4 separate regions of the Mus musculus genome follow, and regions 2, 3 and 4 are each linked to region 1. The links are chromatin contacts, called in public promoter capture Hi-C maps. All regions are on one chromosome and are shown on one strand. Each heading gives the region's core, a stretch centred on a gene start, on an enhancer-like site or on the middle of the called end of the contact. The rest is flanking DNA. Distances are from core to core; before and after follow the strand shown.

Region 1 (2,700 bases), core at 21-2,520:
GGGGAAAGGGCAACTGGAATTAGAATGATTATGGGCCACCGTGTGGGTGAAGGGAATCAAACCCAACTTCAGTGGTCTGTAAGTGCTCTTAACTTGTGAGCCCTCTCCAGTACTTTCAGCTTTATTACTGTGTTTATGGCTACAACTGTGATTCTTGTCTTCCATCCAGGGGTAAAGCTCAGGTGGTTAGTTAGACTTGGTAGAAGTTGTCCCCTTCCCTTCCATTTTGAGAATGAATCACAGCACAGTTCGAATGCCCTGAAACTTTAAGGTAGCCCAAACTGGACTCAAACTTGGAGTAACCAATCTCGGTGAGTTTTGGAAATAACATCACTACACCGGGTTCCAGAACATGTATTTCAGGTAGTGGAGCTTTTGTGGGTTCTTGAGGCATCACTGGGTAGCTGGTACTACAGTGTGCTAAAACAACACTCCCATTTCCCTGGGGGAAGTCATAACTGTAAAAACAACCCCATGCACTATCCCCCCTACCCCTCAAAAATTAAGACCCAGAGATCTAAAGGAAATAATAAATCGAAGTGTCTGGCAAAGTAAACAGTCACCATGAATATACACCAAATAGCAACGGCTTGTTTTTCATTCACTGATAGCTCTCGGGGATCCTAAATTATTTTGCTTTGTATTCAGCAAAACTAGTTTCAAGTTGGGCGTGGTGGTGTAATCTCAGCTGAGGTCGGAAAATCAACTTGGTCTGTATAACAAGCCCCAGTACTTACTAGCAAGACTGTCTCAGATGGAAAAAAAAATTTTTTTAAATGACGATCACCAAGTCACTTAAATGAATGGAAGTGTTCTCTGACCCCTATGAGGGCGCCAAGGAACATGAGAAATTACTTATAGTGTGGGCGAGAGAGGCCGAACAGACTACAGTGAGGCTCCCCATCCTGTCCACTCCCGGTTTCTGAGGGTGGGCAGGCGACAGCGAAGACCGTACGCTGCGGGACGATCACGAAGCAGCCCGAGTCCTCGAGCCGCAGCAACTTCCGCCCTCAACGCTCCTCACGCCCGCGCCCTTGCGCAAAGCAGGCTGGGAATGCGGAGCCTAGGTGGCCCCGCCACCGCCCACTCCCGCGTCCGGGCCGGCGGTATGGCGTCGGGAGTGGATGACATGTAGAGCCCGCCTCTCTGAGCCTGGCTCAGCTCCGCCTCTGGGCGGTTCGCTCTGCTGTAAAGCCCCGCCTCTGTCCTCCAACCGCACCCCAAAACCCTAGACACTCTGGATCCACCTCCTACGGAAGCCGAAGCGCAGTCCGAATCCGGAAGAAAAACAATCCGGAGGGAGCAGTGCTGCTGAGACCGGAGACCAAGGGCTGCTCCGGCTCGCACTAGATGCAGCACGGAGACAGGAACACACCGGGTTACCGCGAGGGAATAATGTCGGCTGTGAGTCTAAGGAGGCCGAGCGCACCGAAAGGCTTTGCACTCAGGTGAGGACGCAGGTGTAGGCCGGTCGGTTCCTGGCGGTTAGCTGTCTTCAGCCCAGTCTGATTTGTGGGGCTGGATTTCAAAACCACAGTAGGATCAAGGCTGCCCTAGTTTAGATACCCGAATTCTGTCAGGCCAGTACTGAAAGGGCTATGTTAGGATTGATGCACGCTCTAAACTTTGGCTGCCGAGTTGGTCACTGCAGATGCTCCCCAAGCAAGTGTCCAGTTGATTCTTGGAGCAGACAGGGTTAGATTGCTAAGGACCAACATTTGCCCCTACAGTTGTAGATTAGAAGTTTTGTTCCTGTTTTTCAGCAGTACATCATGGGGTCTTCTTGATCGGGCTGTGATCTCTAGAAATCCGAAATCAGATTTAGATAAGATCCTTTAGCGAGGTAAAGCCTGGTCTCATGCCCGCTCTTAAATCACGAGGAACACTGCTAATCGTCCAATTGAGCGTAATTCGCGGTGCATGGATTTGTTACTAATCATCAAAGTTGAGGATTGGGATGCCAAATCCCGAGTTTTATTTTTTATCCACTTAGAGTGGGAATACAAGGAGCCACTGAGTAAAGAAACCGGTTACCTGCCGGACAGCAGGGGGAGACTGTAAACAGACAAAATGACAGTCTCTCAGAGGACTTGAGAGGAAGGTTTTTGTATTATTTTGTTTATATTCATAGGGAGAGGCAGGGAGCTGCTTGAAGCTAACCAGGAATTTTTTTGTTTTGTTTTGTTTACAAGTCACACTTTAAGAACAGGCTCTGGTGGAGAAGGAAATGCCCCCCTCCCCTTTTTGGGTGGCTCTGCGGGATCTTGTGCTTCAGTGCCTCGGTATTCTTGGAACTCAGGTTTCATCTGTAGAGTCTGAGCTCCTGCTTGCTCTGTCCTGGAGACAGTCTGGGCTTCTTGGAGTGTTGCTATAGCAACACCCTCACTGAAGGTCTCCCTAAGTCTTCGCTTTTCTGAACTTGTGATGGATGTGGTGGTATTTAAGAGCTGTTGATTATTTCTCCTGATACTGAGACTTGTGGAGAGCGGAGGTTGGAATGTTATGTACCAACTGGCGACTTGTCCCAAGAGAGAGTAGACTCGTGAGACAGATAATAAGAAACCTGTTACTCAGAAACTTGTCCCTAGGCTACGTGAAGGCCTTGGCAGGATTTGTTGTGTGCCAAGGATCTGCAAGGTAGGAGAGGGGAAGGGAATACGCTGTCAGCCTCTCTCTTTCTGAGTTTCTGTTCTCGTAGCT
Region 2 (2,700 bases), core at 18-2,517, 2.1 Mb after region 1:
AAATCCCTTATAATACATAGACAAATGTATATCTAATTTAATGAATTTTAAAGCAATTATTCATGTAATAGCAATAGCACATTGGCTGGGGTATGCTGGTGTGTGTAGGACTTTAATCCCAGCATTCATGAGGCAGAAACAGGGGGAATCTCTTAGTTGGCCAGACACTTCTACTTAGGTAGTTCCAAGCCAATCAGGTTTACATAGTCTGTTTCAAAAACAAACCAGTCCAAAACAAACAAAACTCCTAGCCAAGTCCCCCAAATATATATTTCGAGGGTACCCCGTGTCTGTGCTTATCACAACCTTCTTCCTATCATAACAGGTTAAATTAACAGCATAAATTGCAAATACACCTTTACATTTCAATGTTTTCCTTAAATTTAATACAAAAATGTTTTAAAAACCCAAACCTTAAGAACTTTTAAAGGGTTCCTTTCTCCTTTATTTCACTTTTGAAAGTCTTAGTCTAAAATCTATTTTGGTTCCATAGTTGACCTCACCTGCAGTGTTTGATTAAAAAAACAACAAAAACACCCAAAAAACTTCAGTGTAGATTTTTTTCATTCCTCCCTCTCTCTTGCTTTCAACTACAAAGAAACAATGATTTAAGCCCTTTGTCCCCTTTTAGAAAATTACACAGATACCCTATTGTGGAACCCTATAATCCCTCCGTGGAAAGGAAGAGATTAGCATATGAATACAAAGCAAAATGAATCCAGAATACGAAAACGATCTATCGAGTTGTGAAGCTCTTGTATTCTTAAAAATGTATTTATTTCCTCTTTTTTGAATTGCCCCCTTCGTGGTTTAAGGGTTAAGGAAATTGAGCTTTCCTCTCTGGCTACCCGGAAAAGAATTAAACACACACACACACACACACACACACACACACTCACAACCCAACACATTCTAGGAGGTGCAAAACCAACAGATGGCTCCTAGCGCCAGTAGAATCGTCAGTGGAATCTGCTACACTCGACATCAGCTTGCTCGGTGTGAGGAGTGTAGAAAGTGCTGTTCGCTAACTGCGTGGTGAAGGAGAGAAAGCGATAGAAGAGAGAGCCATAATGCTGACGTTGAAGGCCCGGCCCTGTGAGGTTGCATAGGGTAAGTGGCGTTGGCCAGGCGGCGGTGGCGAAGGGGAAGGGAAGAGGATTTGAGCTAGGGGCGGGGCTTGACGCGCAGCGTGGCTCCTCATTGCTGGAGCACGGCTGCCAATCTCGCAGATCCTCTCGCTTAACCAGTGCGCTGGCGAGACGCGCTCAGATATACCGAGCGAGCGCGGAGAAGCAGTCTCAGATCCTGACGGTGCAGCAGCCCGCAGCCTCAGCCAGGGAGTCCCAGCCGCTTTCAATGGAGGAGAAGCCCGGCCAGCCACAGCCTCAGCACCATCACAGCCACCACCATCCGCACCATCATCCCCAGCAGCAGCAGCAGCAGCAGTCGCACCACCACCACCATTATTATTTCTACAACCACAGCCACAACCACCACCACCACCACCATCACCAGCAGCCTCACCAATACCTGCAGCATGGAGCCGAGGGCAGCCCCAAGGCCCAGCCCAAGCCGCTGAAACATGAGCAGAAACACACCCTCCAGCAGCACCAGGAAACGCCGAAGAAGAAAACAGGTCTGAGAGGGAGGGCGGTGGGGGAAGGGGGACTGGATTGGAGGGGGGGGAAGCGATGGGGGTGGGGCTAGATGGGAAAAGCGCGGACCCGGTCCGGGTGTGCGTCCCGCCGGGCCGGGGATGCCCCCTTCCATTCTTCCCGGGCGCGGGCCGGGCCGCGAGGTGGGGATTGCAGCGCCCTCTCCTTCCCTTTAGCATGGGAGAGGCCCAGCCAGGCCGGCGTGACCTTCCTCGGTCCCCGCCCCGGCCGGCCGGAGGCAGAGCTGTGCCCTCGGCCTTGGAAGTCCAGCCTTCATCTTCTTTTTCCCCTCTAGTGCGGGCCCTGGAGTTGCCTGAATGTGGGGGCCCCTAAGAAGGGGGTGAAACTCAGCCGCCCTAAAAAAATAAAATAAAAAATTCCCCCGAGGTGTATGTAATTCAGGCCTAGTGAATCCATCCTGATGCGGGTGGTGTCGCGAGAGCCGCTTGCAGGCGGCGACGAGCGGGGCTGAGGGCTAAGTTGAGGAAGCGTCCTCGCTCACCCGCCGCCCCGAGCCCACCTGTGGCCTTGGGGTTTGCCGTCTGGGTGTGTGGGGGACCCTATCGTCCCTCGGGTCATTTCCACCCCTAAACGCCCGTCTTGCGCGTCCGGACCCCGTTGTCTGTCCGCGAGGGCTTCTCCGCAGGCCGGCGCCCCTGGCCCGCTCGCCTCGGAGCCGGCGAGGCTGGAATGTTCTCTCCTCCTCGCGGGGCCGCTTCCTGTCCGCCATGTTGGAAGCTGATTCCTGTCACCGACTCCGGCCGGCGGAGGAGCGGAGGGGGAAGGGTGCCGAAGGCCACACGGCACGCCGGCCCGGCTGCCCCGGGACCCTCTGCGGCCCTTTTCCGGGTCCCCCCCGCACTGCGGGCGGCCGCCGCCCGCCGCCCCTCCCCCTCCGCGCCGCGCCGCGCCGGGGTTGTGTAACCCGGTGGCGGCCGCGCGGCCCCGGGCGGGTCCCTGGGGTGAGGGGCGGGGGCGGTTGGGGTGGGGGAGGGAAGCGGCCACGAGGGGAGCGGCCTGCACCGTGGCCCCGCGCGCCCGACGG
Region 3 (2,700 bases), core at 158-2,657, 2.4 Mb after region 1:
AATGGGACCGGAGGCAGAAGCAGTCGGATTTCTGTGAGTTCATGACCTATCTAGTCTACATAACAAGTTCTAGGGCTGCGGAGTAAGACTGTCTTAACAGAACGAACAAACGAAAGAAAGAAACGGCAGGACATAGCTGCATGTCACCAGTGTTAATTAATGCCTAGTGGGGTTCATTCATTCGCAATTAGGCAGAGTATCTGTCCATATTGGAAAGTGATAACAAGGGCATAACAGCGCACACCCAAAGAGAGGTATGTCTCTCTGCTCAGAATGCGAGGTGAGGGGCTCAAACTACAAACCCCAGTGTGCAATACGGCAGCTCTCAAAAGTATCCTTTCCCGGCAGGCTTTTCTTCGTGTACATCCTATGGTCCAGTGCAGCGCCTGAAGGCTGAACTACAACTCCCACAATCCATCAGATCCATCGCGAGTCTAACTACCAGAGTGCAAAGCGGTCCCGTTCACCCTTTGAACTCTGCGCGTTGCAAGATGGGGATTGAAGTCAGCTGTAGGCAGGTAGCTGGGCGTTGTCAGGATTACGGACTGTTTGGGCTTTTGACTTCCTCTTTCGGAGTAGTTCACAGGGACAGTGGTTAAGAGAGGGTAAGAACAGCTTGAAATATCTTGGGTTCCATCGGGACCCAAGGCAGCAATGCTCGTGCTAAAATTAGGTGCTGAGAGTGGAAATGAAGTGGAAAGAGCAGTCATCCGATCTGCCACCAAAAGCGTCTTTTTTTTTTTTTTTTTTTGTCGCAATGCTTTTTTTTTCCCTCTTTACCAATATGGCGGCCTAGTCCAGACACACCTGACACTGGAGACAAACAGTCCACTACACCATCCATATGGGTACTGCTGCAGCCGAAAGCTACCAGCTCCATACAGCATCCCACGCTCCTCCTTGGTCGTGACTGAGGACTCCAAGGGCATGGTAGCCCCAAATCTCATTACCAAAATGGCGAAAGGAGAAGCTTTTTTTTTTTTTTTTTTTTTTTGTGCAGGCCTCCAGGTACAACGCGCCTGCGCGTGAGGCGGCTGTGTGAGGGGACGGGAGGGTGGCGACCCAACACGCCTGCGCGGGACCAGAGCCCGTGGTCCGCACACAAACACCAATGGGTGATGCGTCTTCCAGTTCCTGCGGCTGCGCCGTGACCCCTACGCGCTTTCCCAGGCGCCTAAGCGAGGCCTCAGGTTCCGCCCTCCAATCGCAGTACGCCGGCGCACGGCGGAGAGGCGGGGCTTCTGGGCTCCGGGCGAATGCCAGCGCGGCTGCGCGCCGGGGGGTACCCCATCACCGCGGCTGCGCGGGAGCCAGGCCGCCGGCTGTCACTGCGGTTGCGCGCGGCGAGCGGCGATCCCGGGGCGCCTGCGCGGGTGGCTTTGCGGGCGCTCGCGGTAAGTTTGCGCCAAGTGCGCGGCAGCCGGGACGCAGACGGCAGCGGCGGCGAGAGGCGGAGCCCGGGGACCACCCCCCATCATCCTCCCCAGAGTCACCTCACGAACCACAACCTCACCTAACCTCTCACCCCCCCCTCCGGTCCCCCAAGCCCGGGATGGCAGCGCCCGCTAGCCTTCCCGGCCGGACCAGCGGTCGCCAGCGCCAGCTTTAGCCTGTGGGCCTAGGCCCCCGCCGAGGCCTGACCCCCGGAGCCGGGATCCACTGTGCAGCCAGCCGCTGGGCCGGGGCTGAGGGGTTGCTCCCCTCTCGCGGCCCGTGGGGAGGACGCTGCCGTCCCAGGGACTGGGGGCCGGGGGGTGGGGGGGAGCCAGGGCGAGGAAGTCGGAACCTGTGTTGGGAAGAGAGAAGGGGACCGGGGGTCAGAGGTGCCCCCTTCCCCTCCTCCCCCCTCCCCCCGGGGCTGGGGGGGCCGGAGCAGAGAGCGCCCAGCCCGAGAGGTGGATGAATGTGGGAGAAAATGGAGACCAAGACGATCGTGTACGACTTGGACACGTCGGGGGGGCTGATGGAGGTAAGAGTGGCCCTCATCCTTTTCCCCCCAGTGCCAGGAGGGTACCTCCGCCCCACAAAGCCGGCCCTAAGCTCGAAGCGCCAGAGGGCCGGGAAAAGGGGGGGTTGTTCTTCCTCACCCAGTCTCTTCCTCCCCTCTTTGCAATTTGGGGGACTGAGCTTAGCTTCCGAGGACGTCTGCAGCAGTTTCACCTACCAGCCGCCCTCGATTCGCTCCCTGAGGCTTCAGCCCACTCCATTTCATTGCACCGGCAGGCCTCCCCACCCCCTTCTTGTCGGCCCCTTTGTGCTTCCCCCTGCACGTCCGGGTACCAAGCTTCGGGCCTCTCCCGAGCCGGGCTTTGGAGTCCCCCACTGTCCATACAAGGAAGTGGCAAGAAGAGAACCGCGCACCCTCTCCCCATCCCCCTACCCTGGTCCTCCCCATTTGGAAGGAGCTTTTCTTGTTGTGCTGCAGGAACGCAGTTAGGGTGGGCTCCCCTTGATTCCGGGGACCGAGAGGTTCTGGAAGCAGCCTGGATGGGAGGAAGAAGGACAAAAGGGGGAAGAGGGGTGGGTGACGGAGAAGCGGCGCCGGTGGGACTACGGGCTACCCGGGAGCTCCGAATGTGCACACATGCCGTCTGTATGTGTGTGCAGCAAATCCAAGCTCTGCTGGCTCCCCCCAAGACGGACGAGGCAGAAAAGCGGAGTCGGAAGCCCGAGAAGGAGTCCCGGAGAAGCGGCAGGGCC
Region 4 (2,700 bases), core at 43-2,542, 2.5 Mb after region 1:
GCCACCATGGACTACATATGGGATTCAAGACCAGTCTGGGATACTAGTGAGATTCTGTCTTATATAGCCAAAGTTGTCATCATCACCTCAGTATTAATACATTTGTAAGCATTTCATGAAAACCCTTCGGGTTCCTGGGTACTTCTCTGAAAAAAAAAAAAAAAAAAAAAGACAGAAAGAAGTAACACCAATTTCTTTTTTTTTTTTTTAAGATTGATTTATTTATTTTATGAGTACACTATAGCTGTCCTCAGACACACCAGAAGAGAGTGTTGGATCCCATTACAGATGGTTGTGAGCTACCACGTGGTTGCTGGGATTTGAACTCAGGACCTCTGGAAGAGCAGTCAGTGCTCTTAACCACTGAGCCATCTCTCCAGAGCCCAAATTCTTTTAAAAATGTAGCTCTGGATATCCTAGAACTTCATCTGTAGATCAGGAGAGCCTCAAACTCACAGAAATCCTCCTGCCTCTGCAAAGATTCATGGAGTGCTCCATTCCGTCCGGGTGTTAGTTTATTAAACACTTAAGAGTTCCATTAAATATAGTTGTATGGGCTGGTGAGATGGCTCAGTGGGTAAGAGCACCCGACTGTTCTTCCGAAGGTCCAGAGTTCAAATCCCAGCAACCACATGGTGGCTCACAACCATCTGTAACAAGATCTGACGCCCTCTTCTGGAGTGTCTGAAGACAGCTACAGTGTACTTACATATAATAAATAAATAAATCTTTAAAAAAAAATATAGTTGTATAGGGGCTGGAGAAATGTTCAGCGACTATGAGCACTCGCTGCTGATGCAGAGGACTGAAGTTTGGCTACTAGGATCGATGTCCGTCCAGTCGCTCATAATCGTAAGTATTAATATTTCAAGTACTGTTGGGTACGTGCTACTACTACACAGGGATAAAGGTCTTCTTTATCGGTTTGCAAAAAGATCTGACTCCGTAGTCAGAGATGTACAGTAGGGAACGAGTCTGCAATTTCTTCCACGCCTAAAAGATTTGGTCTTTAAGTGCAGGCAGGATCCAGAATTCTGGTGGGATAAATCTCAATTCAAGACTTTAGTAATTTAGGCAAGATATTCTAGAGGCCTAAAAGGAAGGCTCAGTAGCCACATTCCCTAAGACCTAAAATATCCAAGGCCAGCGAGCGGCCATGCCCACTTGAGACCCAGAGAAGCAGGACATCAGGCAATGATAAAGACGTCCCCGGAGCGAGGTGCGCAGGCGCTGACTGCCGGAGAGGGCCCCGGGCAATCCGGGCTGCGCAGGCGCAGAAGCAGCTCCCGGCCAGTCCGGACGGCGGCTGTGATTGAGAGGCTGGGGCGTGGAGCAGCAGTGGCGGCGACCGGCGACAACGGAGCAGCCATGAGGGCCGGGCCCAGTCACCGACAGTGAGTGGTGGTTTAAGGGTAGTGGACTCTAAGGAATGCAGATATGGCGTGGTGGAAGGACACCCTGACTAGCGGGGTGGCTTCTACTTGTCGGGGACGGAGGTCGTGGGGGAGGGATAGTTTGAGGTGATGATGGTGGAGCATTTGGAGCATGGATGATTAGGTCATGAGTCCCAGAGCTGGACAGCTTGGCGGAGGGAAGGGGTTGCGTTTCGTGGAGTGAGGGCGCACACGGCAGGACCAGTGCCTCGCGCTGTCTGGTTTGTCATCATCCCTTCCCCCAGGAGCTTTGGGTCGCCTCTCCCTTTCCGCTTCTTTCAGAGAATGGTTGCTGGGGGGGAAGGGTGGTGGAAAATAAAAGCCGTGCTGGAGCTGAAGAAGTCCACTCTGAACCAGTCAGAGAAGGACTGGTCACTGGAGTTATGATGTGCCCTGGGTAAAGCTTGGGAGTCGGAAGCTCTGTTTAAATTCAGGAGGAATCTAGGTTAAAGAGCTAAGGACATGGAGTCAGGTTTGGAACCAAGTCCAGCACAGATAAACCTGATCGATAACCTTGGATAGGACCCACTTAACCTTTCTGGTTCTCTGGAAGATCCAGCATTAAATGCTGGGCTTTTGTAAGCTTCATATATTGGTTGAGAGAGCTTATGAAACCTATAGATTGGAAATACTATACGGATGCTAGTATGTACCAGCAATACGATCAGATTTTAGACTCTATGGTTATTAATGGAGTAACTGATTTCTCCATCAAAACAAAGCATATTTGTAAAACCTCAGTAGACAAAAATATGTGCACCCTGCATAAGTACAGCAGATCATCTGTAGAAATAGCACTTTCTTCCGTGGTGTGACAAATTCTCTGTCAAATTGAATAGGAAAAGTACCCTACTCCTGTGCCTTTTTACATGGTATGCAGCTTCTGACCCAAGAGGAAGCAAATACAGCCTGAAGCACTGAGCTATGTTCTCAGCCTTCCTTTTGCTTTTTATTTTGAGACTAAGTTTCACTAACTTGCTTATGCTGGTCTTGAATTCAAGCACTAGTTGAGTTTGAATTAACAGTCTTGCCTCTGTTTCCCCAGTAGCTGGGGTTATAGGCGTACCTGGCTGAGATTCGGGAGGGCTCCTCTGTTAATGCTTGTGTGCCAAGCAGTTTATTAACTGAGCCATTTATCTCCCCAGCCTCTACTTGATGCTGGAACCTGAGCCTGGGTTTTGAGTGTGCTAGGCAAGTGCCCTATCACCAGCCCATTTTGTTTTGTTTTGTTTTAATTGAGACGGTGCCACTACATTACCTAGGCTGC

What was found. Promoter capture Hi-C pulls out the DNA fragments that hold promoters and counts their contacts.
Region 2: a contact with region 1 is called in a promoter capture Hi-C map of liver, with 2.9 times the contacts expected there. The contact joins the promoter of Nufip2 here to the promoter of Inpp5k in region 1. A contact is called at or near these places in 1 of 39 promoter capture datasets (liver) and 2 of 115 datasets of contacts at active chromatin or transcription factors (embryonic stem cells and epiblast stem cells).
Region 3: a promoter capture Hi-C map of liver shows a contact between it and region 1, with 4 times the contacts expected there. The contact joins the promoter of Phf12 here to the promoter of Inpp5k in region 1. A contact is called at or near these places in 5 of 39 promoter capture datasets (the C10 cell line, hippocampal neurons, liver and 1 more) and 2 of 9 other capture datasets (adipose tissue and liver).
Region 4: a contact with region 1 is called in a promoter capture Hi-C map of pre-B cells, with 6 times the contacts expected there. The contact joins the promoter of Fam222b here to the promoter of Inpp5k in region 1. A contact is called at or near these places in 2 of 39 promoter capture datasets (liver and pre-B cells).

What each region holds. Positions count from the first base shown.
Region 1 is chr11:75,629,750-75,632,449 of GRCm38.p6, forward strand. It overlaps Inpp5k (inositol polyphosphate 5-phosphatase K), which reads left to right and starts at 1,271. Exons shown (of 12, transcript NM_008916.2): 1 at 1,271-1,448. The coding sequence starts at 1,351.
Region 2 is chr11:77,684,872-77,687,571 of GRCm38.p6, forward strand. It overlaps Nufip2 (nuclear fragile X mental retardation protein interacting protein 2), which reads left to right and starts at 1,268. Exons shown (of 4, transcript NM_001024205.2): 1 at 1,268-1,636. The coding sequence starts at 1,357.
Region 3 is chr11:77,981,409-77,984,108 of GRCm38.p6, forward strand. Phf12 (PHD finger protein 12) reads left to right here and starts at 1,408. Exons shown (of 15, transcript NM_174852.3): 1 at 1,408-1,969; 2 at 2,608-2,700. The coding sequence starts at 1,904.
Region 4 is chr11:78,093,398-78,096,097 of GRCm38.p6, forward strand. It overlaps Fam222b (family with sequence similarity 222, member B), which reads left to right and starts at 1,293. Exons shown (of 3, transcript NM_145430.3): 1 at 1,293-1,394.